2 separate regions of the Sus scrofa genome follow, and region 1 is linked to region 2. The links are chromatin contacts, called in public HiChIP or PLAC-seq maps. All regions are on one chromosome and are shown on one strand. The core of a region is the stretch at or near the end of the contact, and the rest is flanking DNA. Distances in the headings are between cores, read along the strand shown. Region 1 holds the start of TSPO (translocator protein). Region 2 holds the start of TTLL1 (probable tubulin polyglutamylase TTLL1).

Region 1 (4,071 bases), core at 846-3,345, 59 kb before region 2:
CGACATTGCTGCCCAGTGCGGGGGTGGAAGGTGGAGGGGGTGGAGTCCCCACTCTGCCCCGCAGACTCCCGGGCTCTTGGCCCACATTCTGGCCGCTGAGCCTTTTGGCCGTGGGCCTGCTGTGTGCCGGGCACCCTGGGCGGTGCTCCTTGTACGCCGCCTCCTCTAGCATCCTCTCCCTGCGATGACCCTTTGGGAGCAGCCTCAGTCACACATCCGTAGGGGAGGCTCAAGTCCTGCCCCTCCAGCCGTCCATTCCAGCACACGTAGCTGGTACCAGGTACAGTCATGTGTGGGCAGGCCAGTCCCAACCCAGGCCAGGCCACAGGCATCTGCCCAGCTGACCCTGACACTCAACAGTGTGTTCACAGCAGACAGTTAGGAGACAGAGTAGAGGCTCCCCCAAGAAAGAGACCCAGGCATGGCTTTCTGGACACAAGAGAAGACATTTTTGGGCCTAAGCCATTTTGTAATCAAAGGCTGGCCACACTGCTCACTCTTGAACAGGTCTCAGTAATAACGATTTTTTTTATCACATCTGTATCAGTAATAATGATCTTACGGGAATGAAAGCAAGATTGTTACCAGGCAAAAGAGGCAAACAAGAGCGAAGATCATAAATCAGTTAGGAAGACTCCCAGTTCTGTCTCAATGGCAAAGGTTAGCTTGAAGCACGCACGTGTTTGAGCTGTTTTGCAGAATTTAAACTCCCTGCAGTGCTCAGCCACCAAATCAACTGGAAACTAAGGGACAAGGTTTTTTTTTTTTTTTTTTTTTTTTTTTTTTGTCTTTTTGTCTTTTTGCCTTTTCTAGGGCCGCTCCCACGGCATATGGAGGTTCCCAGGCTAGGGGTCGAATTGGAGCTGGAGCCACCAGCCTATGCCAGAGCCAGAGCAACGCGGGATCCCAGCCGTGTCTGCGACCCACACCACAGTTCACGGCAACGCCGGATCCTTAACCCACTGAGCAAGGGCAGGGACTGAACCCGCAACCTCATGGTTCCTAGTCGGATTCGTTAACCACTGCGCCACGACGGGAACGCCTAAGGGACAAGATGTTGATCTTTGCTGACCCTCCAGTCAACTGAAGCTTGGACTCTGTAGGCCTTTGCCCCAATTCTATGCAGAATTCTCCTCTGCTCAAGCCCCCGTGAAAATACATACGCCAGCCAAACCCCCTCATGAATATGTATGCACTCTTAGCTTAAAATTTCCCAGGTTTTGTTGTCTGGGGAGACACTGCTTTGGGAGAGACTCCCCCGCCCCTTGTTCTCCTTATTTCTTGCAGGTAGCAAATCCTTCCTTTTTTCCTGCACTTTGGCTTGGTTGTGTCTTTAGGCAAAGACACCCAAGGCGAACCCAGTTTTCGGGTAACACCACGACCCCTCCCACCCGTGCTCCCAGTTCCTATGCAGGAGAGGCAGGGGACAGGCAAGTCCCAGGGGCTGCTCCGCCCACACTGGGCTCTGTGCAGGCTGTGATGCGCCTGAGCACTGGACAGGGGTCTGGTGACGCGGTCCTAAGTCTCCGCGGGGCATTAACTCGCTTTGGACAAATAACCTCCCCTATCCGGCCTGGGTTTCCACCTCTAGAAATGGGGTGTCTCAAGTGCATCAAGAGTGGATCAATGTCAGTCTCCCTAGCATTTTGTGATCCTCGGGGTACCCGGTTGAGGTGGCCCGCCCTGGGCCGCTCAGCTACGGAATAAGCGGGAAGGGGGGGGGTCCGGCCCCTCCCGCCGCTCTGTTTCCCGCGCGGGGTGTGGCGGGGCGGGGTTCCCCAAGTTTCCCCCTTCCGCGCCCCCAATCCCGCTGGAATCCGGCTGCGTAGGAGCAACGACCGCGGAGACCAGGGTTGGGGTCACTTTTTGTCGCCCCCGGGGGCCGACCCGATGGCTCGGTCCCTAGCGCTGCCCCGCGGCCACCCCCTCCATCCCCGCCACCTCCCGCCGCAGTTTCCCTTGGTGCCCCGCGCCGGCGGGCAGGCGCTGTCGGGGGGAGGGGGTCTCTCCCGCGTAGCCCCCTGTCTGCCACGCCCTCGGCGCGGGTCTCCACTCACCAGCGACAAGGACTCGCTCCGGGAAGGGTACTGCGCGGCGGAGGTGGCGGCCGCGGCCCGGGCCCGCCCCGCCCGCGAGGCCCCGCCCAGGACACCCCGCCCAGGACACCCCGCCCTGTCCTCGAGGCCCCGCCCGACCTGGCTGGAAGTTTGGGTGCTCCCAGGCCGGGTCTTCTCCCTCTCAGCATGACCGCCGCGATGGGCAGACCCAGCCAGTGCTGCAGGCAGGTCGCTTCTCTTGAGCCTCATTTTTCCCATCTGTAAAATGGGACCGCAGAGACTGATCTCAGAGAGGGGAATGACGTGGCCTGATGGCAAAGCCCTGAACGTCCTCCGGCACCGCAGCCCTGGCCCCCCACCTCCGGAGAAGCACACTTTGGCTTTACTTGTTGCCCCCGGGCAGGAGGTAGCCCTCCCCTTAGTCCTGGCTTAGCCGCTTTGTGGCCGGCTCTCTGCCCCCATCTCCTCATCTGTAAAGTGGGTGCAACATCGTGGGACTAAGGAGGATACCACAGACGCCTGGCACCCACGGATCCTCGCAGTCCAGAGCTGGCCTCCAGTTTGCCAGGGTCACCTTGATGGGACAGCATGTCCAGCCTTGAGCACCCCACCTCTTCATCTGCACGTGCTTTTTTTTTTTTTTTTTTTTTTTAGGGCCTCACCCATGGCATATGGATTCCCCCAGGCAAGGGGTCAAATTAGAACTACAGCAGCTGGCCTACACCACAGCCACAGCAATGCAGGATCCAAGCTGCCATCTGCAACCTACACCACAGCTCACGGCAACGCCAGATCCTTAACCCACCGAGCAAGGCCAGGGATCAAACCCCGCAACCTCATGCCTAGTCAAATCTGGGAACACCTGCACGTGTTGCTTTATTACTACAGCCCAGGGCCTGTTGCAGCCCCTGGTTAACGTGGCCAGGCAGGGCCCCCCGCCCCCCACCCCCCATAAGGGAACCACAAGTGCCCAAACTGGTTTCTGGGGGGCCAAGGGGAACTGTGCGTGCTTCTCCTAGGCCATGGTCTGACTGTCCTAGGCCCTGGCATTTTTGCTTTCATGGGCCTCTTCTGCCTTTGACTGCCTTGGTATAAAGATGAGTGTAATCCAAGACTATCTTTTTCTTCCGACTTTATAAGTGATCGAGGAGTTCCTGTTGTGGCTCAGAGGGTTAAACACTCGACTAGTATCCATGAGGAGGAGGGTTCAGTGGGTTAAGAATCTGGAGTAGGTCACAGATGCGGCTCAGATCTGCTGTGGCTGTGGCTGTGGCGTAGGCTGGCTGCTACAGGTCAGATTCAGCCCCTAGCCTGGGAACTTAAATATGCTGTGAATGCAGCCATTAAAAAAAAAGAAAGAAAGAAAAAAAAGAAATTGAAAGATTATCCAGGTTCCCTCAAAGTATGGTGGCCCCAGGCATTGCAGCTGCTGTTTCTAGTGAAATCGGTCTGGCCACGCCTCCCAGCAAGCTGCCAGCCCTCACCCTCTTCCTGTAAGGAGGTGCCCAGTGGCTTGGCAGAGTGGCAAACTTGCCTGCCCCGGAAGACCCGTGGGGAGAAGGCAGTGTGCCTCCCCTCTCCCCTCCCCCGCTGCAGGAGGGTTCCAGGATCACAGGGGCATCCTGGAGGTGGGGATGTCTGTCCCCAAATACTGGCTGCAGGCCAGCACTGAGGGGAGGGGCTGAGAACAAACTCACTAGGCCCGCAAGCCTTTCACAGATGAGAAGTTACAGTTCAGGGGAGACTTGCCACCCCGGGAGCGTCACAGTGCAGATCTGGGCAAGATGTGCATGCCCTTCCCAGTGGGCCTGGAAGCCTCCCTCCCCTTCCAGTGGCCCCCTCCTGTCCAGCCCTGCAGATCCTCCTGAGCCTGGGCAGTAGCCCAGCCGCTAGCTGGCCCCAGGCTCCCCTCTTGCCCCTTCCACACCTCTGCTCCAGATCTCCTGTGGTTCCTCTGCCATAGCGTCTAGTCCAAGCTTTCTTTTTTCTTTTCTTTTGTTCTTTTGCCTTTTCT
Region 2 (4,172 bases), core at 1,325-3,824:
CTGTGCCAGGGACCAAACCCTTGCCTCCACAGAGATAAGCAGGGTGATTAACACAGTGGGTCACAGTGGGAACTCCATTTTTTTTGGGGGGGGGAGTTTTTTTGTTGTTTGTTTTCTTTTCTTTTTAGGGCTGCATCTGAGACTTACGGAATTTCCCACGTGGGCATTGAATTGGAGCTTCAGCTGCCGGCCTGCACCACAGCCACAGCAACACTGGATCTGAGCCGCATCTGTGACCTACACCACAGCTTGTGGCAATGCCAGATCCTTAACCTGCTGAACAAGGCCAGGGATCAAACCTGAATCCTCATAGATACCAGTCGGGTTCTTAACATGCTAAGCTACAATGGGAAACTCCAGGTGCTGTTTTTTTTTTTTTTTTTTTCCTACTATTATTATTATTTTGGCCATGCCTCCAGCATGTGGAAGTTCCCAGGCTAGGGATCGAATCGGAGCTACAGCTGCCAGCCTACACCACAGCCATAGCAAAACAGGATCTGAGCAATGTCTTTGACCTACACTCCAGCTCATGGCAACGTGGGATCCTTAATCCATTGAGCGAGGCCGGGGATCGAACCTGCATCCTCATGGATACTAGTCAGGCTCCTTAATGCTGAGTCATGATGGGGAACTCCTGGATGTTATCTTGCTGGCAATGGAAAGCCTTGAAGACTTTATAACTAGATTTACATGATTAGATCAGCATGGAGATTCTTAGTTTCCTGCCGTTCTCCTGGGGCTACCTAGCTCCCAGTTAATTCTTCGCATTGGCCAGAACTCTTCCTACTATCTGCTCTCGTGATGTTGGTCTCCTCCCACTGTCTGTACCCAAGCCTTCCAGTGTTTTGGCTGCTGGTGATGCTCTTTGGAATGGCATATACTCTGCACAGGGCAGAAGGACATGGTAAAACATATTAAACACCTTCCTGGGCGCTATTCACCTAGGAATTTAAACTCTTTTCCATCTTGAGAGATGGAGATAATTATTCCCTTTTTTTTTTTTTTTTTTTTTTTGTCTTTTTGCCATTTTTTTGGGGCGCTTCCACAGCATATGGAGGTTCCCCGGCTAGGGGTCCAATCGGAGCTGTAGCTGTCGGCTTATGCCAGAGCCACAGCAACGCGGGATCCGAGCTGCATCTGCGACCTACACCACAACTCACAGCAACGCGGATCCTTAACCCACTGAGCAAGGCCAGGGATCGAATCTGCAACTTATGGTTCTTAGTCGGATTCGTTAACCAATGAGCCATGATGGGAACTCCTAATTATTCCTGTTTATCCATGAAGAAACTGTCATTGAGAGGCTGGGAAAAAACCCCAAAACAACCCTGACAGGGAGTTCCCGTGTGACTCAGCAGAAACTAATTGGTCTAGTATCCATGAGGATGCAGGTTTATCCCTGGCCTCAATCAGTGGGTTAAGGATCCGGCGTTGCTGTGAACTGTGGTGTAGTCACAGATGTGGCTTGGATTTGGCACTGCTGTGGCTGTCACGTAGGCCAGCAGCTGCAGCTCTGATTTAACCCCCTAGCCTGGGAAGGTCCATATGCTGCAGGGTGTGGCCCTAAAAAGACAAAAAAAAAAAAAAAGGCTGGAGGAGTTCCCTGGTGGTCTAGTGGTTAGGAGTTGGTTGGCACTTACACTGCTGTGGCCTGGGTTCAATCTCTGGTGTGGGGACTGAAATCCCACATGAAGTTGCTGCGTGCTGCAGCCAAAATAAAAAAATAAATAAAAATTTTAAAACAAGAGGCTGCGATTTTCCTATGCTCAACAGCTAGACTGTAACTGAGCAGGGAGGTAAATTCTGTTTCTCTCCTTTCACACTGCCTCCCAGTGCACCTTCATGACTGACAGATGTCTGGGGTACATGCCCTTCTGTTGTGTATTAATTCAACAGGAATTTAGCAACTAATATATCCTCTACCAAAGTGCCTTTCAAAAAATACTTTCATAATCTTCCCAACAACCCTTCAGCATAGGTGCTGTTATCTCCATTTATAGACAAGAAACTGAGGCTCAGAGAATGACATGACCAGCTAGTGGATTTTGGGGTGAGGATTCAAACCAGGTCTGGCTTCAGTTTTAAAATTCTCATGGGCCAGGCTGCCTCTTCCTAACAGAAAGAGTTAAAAAATCCTACTTTGAGGAACTGCACCTGTCCCGCACTCACACTTCACAAATGAGGTGACCTTTGAGTAGGCCATTTATTGATTACTACTTGCTGAGCGCAACCTGTTAGGTTATCCTTACAAAAATTCCTTCGAGGCAGGTGCTGCCAACCATCCCAGTTTAACAGATGTTGAAGCTGAGCAGAAGAGATGAGCGGACTGGACCCAGGGCCCAGCCATCACACCCCTCTACCTTGCACTATCAGGGTCGAGACTGCGCCCCGACCCCTCTCGACTTCATTTCTGGGCTCTGACGTTTGTGGAGACGCCGGGGTGGACCGCAGACTCCTCGCACGATCCCAGCCCCCGGCGCCTAGCGGGACGCCAGGCCAGGGGCTTAGAAACGAGTGGGGAAAATCTGACCCCGGAAGCAGTCTTGGCGCCGGTAAGGCCGCGTCTTTGGTTGCCGGGGCGCCGCCCCGGAAGTAGAGCGCGGAGGGTGGGTTCGCTTGATAGCGGGCCGAGTCCTCCCGCAGGAGCCGGAGTGGAGCTGGAGGCGGGGCCGGGGTGCGGCGCGGGGCCGCCGTGCTCCGCGCTCCTGGGCGCCCCTCCGGGCTGGACGCCCACAGGTAAGACACAGCCGCCGAGGCCATCGGCTCCCGGGACCCAGGGTGTGGCGGGGGGCGAGTGCGCATGCGCGAGCGATTGTGGCCGCTGGTCTACGGGGCCGCTGCGGTTGGGTTTGGATGCTGGACCCGCGTCCCTCCAGCAGCCTGCGCTGACTACTGTGCCTCTCTTCCTCCTCCGAGTTCCTGTGACTTGTTCCTCCTGATCCTTGTAATTGCATTCTTCTTCTTATTCGTTATCTCAGAATTTAATCGTTGCTGGTTTTTTTCATTCATTTGCAATCTGTATTGTTTCTGTTGGCATCTTGCAGAGCGCGGTGTACCTGTGGGTTGAGTTCTGGGCAGGAGACAGGCGACAAGTGTTCTCTGCCCTGCTTATCTCTCTCTGGAGAACTGGACCTAGGCATTTCTCCTCCCTGTTTCCCCATCATTAGCGGGGGGTGACGGTCGCGGTAGTCACCCTAGAGTGATTGGGGCAGTACAAGGAATTCATTCTTTTTTTTTTTTTTTTTTTTTTTTTTTTTTTTTTTTTTTTTGGCAGGAATTCATTCTTGAAATAAAAGTATCTTGTTGTTGTAAACCCTTTGTGGTTTGCAAAGCGGTCCTTTGTTCAGGAAACATTTAATGAGCATGTTTGGGTGCTGGGTTGTGGCAGTACAAAAAGATTGGCCCTGTCCTGTGCTCAGGGAATTACAGGCACTGGTTATTAGTTAAGGTGGAGCATGGCACTGTCACCCTGAGGGGGTGAGGAGATGGGCAGAAGCAGTACAGTTGTGACCAAATGCTCTGGGTGATGTAAAGTCGTCGTTTATACTGTTATTTAAAGATGGCTCCTTTTCCCTTTCAAAAAAGACTAGCTGGAAAAGAAGGCAGATGTCCTAGGATCTTTCCTAATTTTAATTTTTTTTTTAAATTTTTATTTTTGTCTTTTTATGATTTCTTGGGCCGCTCCTGCGGCATATGGAGGTTCCCAGGCTAGGGGTCAAATCGGAGCTGTAGCCACCAGCTTACACCAGAGCCAGAGCAACGCAGGATCCGAGCCGCGTCTGCAGCCTACACCACAGCTCACGGTAACGCCGGATCCTTAACCCACTGAGCAAGACCAGGGATCGAACCCACAACCTCATGGTTCCTAGTCGGATTCGTTAACCACTGAGCCACGACGGGAACTCCGTAGGATCTTTTTTTAAAATAGATTTTGTTGAAACTGATTGTGATCAATATTTGGGGTAGTAGAGATGGGGCAGAGAGGTTGCTGTTTTCGATGACTGGACCCAGAAGAGTGAAGCGACTGCATGAGTGTATGTTCTTCCGCCTGCTCGCTGCCCTGAGAGGTTGTGGGGGCTTTTTTGTGGGAATAGTCGGAACTCTAGGAGGTGAAAAGCCTCCTGGCAAAGTACTGTCCTCCCAGGGTCGGAGGCCCAGGGATTCCCGAGATG

What was found. HiChIP or PLAC-seq counts read pairs in DNA pulled down with a chosen protein or histone mark.
Region 1: a contact with region 2 is called in an H3K27ac HiChIP or PLAC-seq map of alveolar macrophages. The contact joins the promoter of TSPO here to the promoter of TTLL1 in region 2. A contact is called at or near these places in 1 of 47 Hi-C or Micro-C datasets (embryonic fibroblasts) and 1 of 2 datasets of contacts at active chromatin or transcription factors (alveolar macrophages).

The regions. Positions count from the first base shown.
Region 1 is chr5:5,733,002-5,737,072 of Sscrofa11.1, forward strand. It overlaps TSPO (translocator protein), which reads right to left and starts at 2,096. Exons shown (of 4, transcript NM_213753.1): 1 at 2,058-2,096.
Region 2 is chr5:5,791,186-5,795,357 of Sscrofa11.1, forward strand. TTLL1 (probable tubulin polyglutamylase TTLL1) reads left to right here and starts at 2,575. Exons shown (of 13, transcript XM_003481524.3): 1 at 2,575-2,736.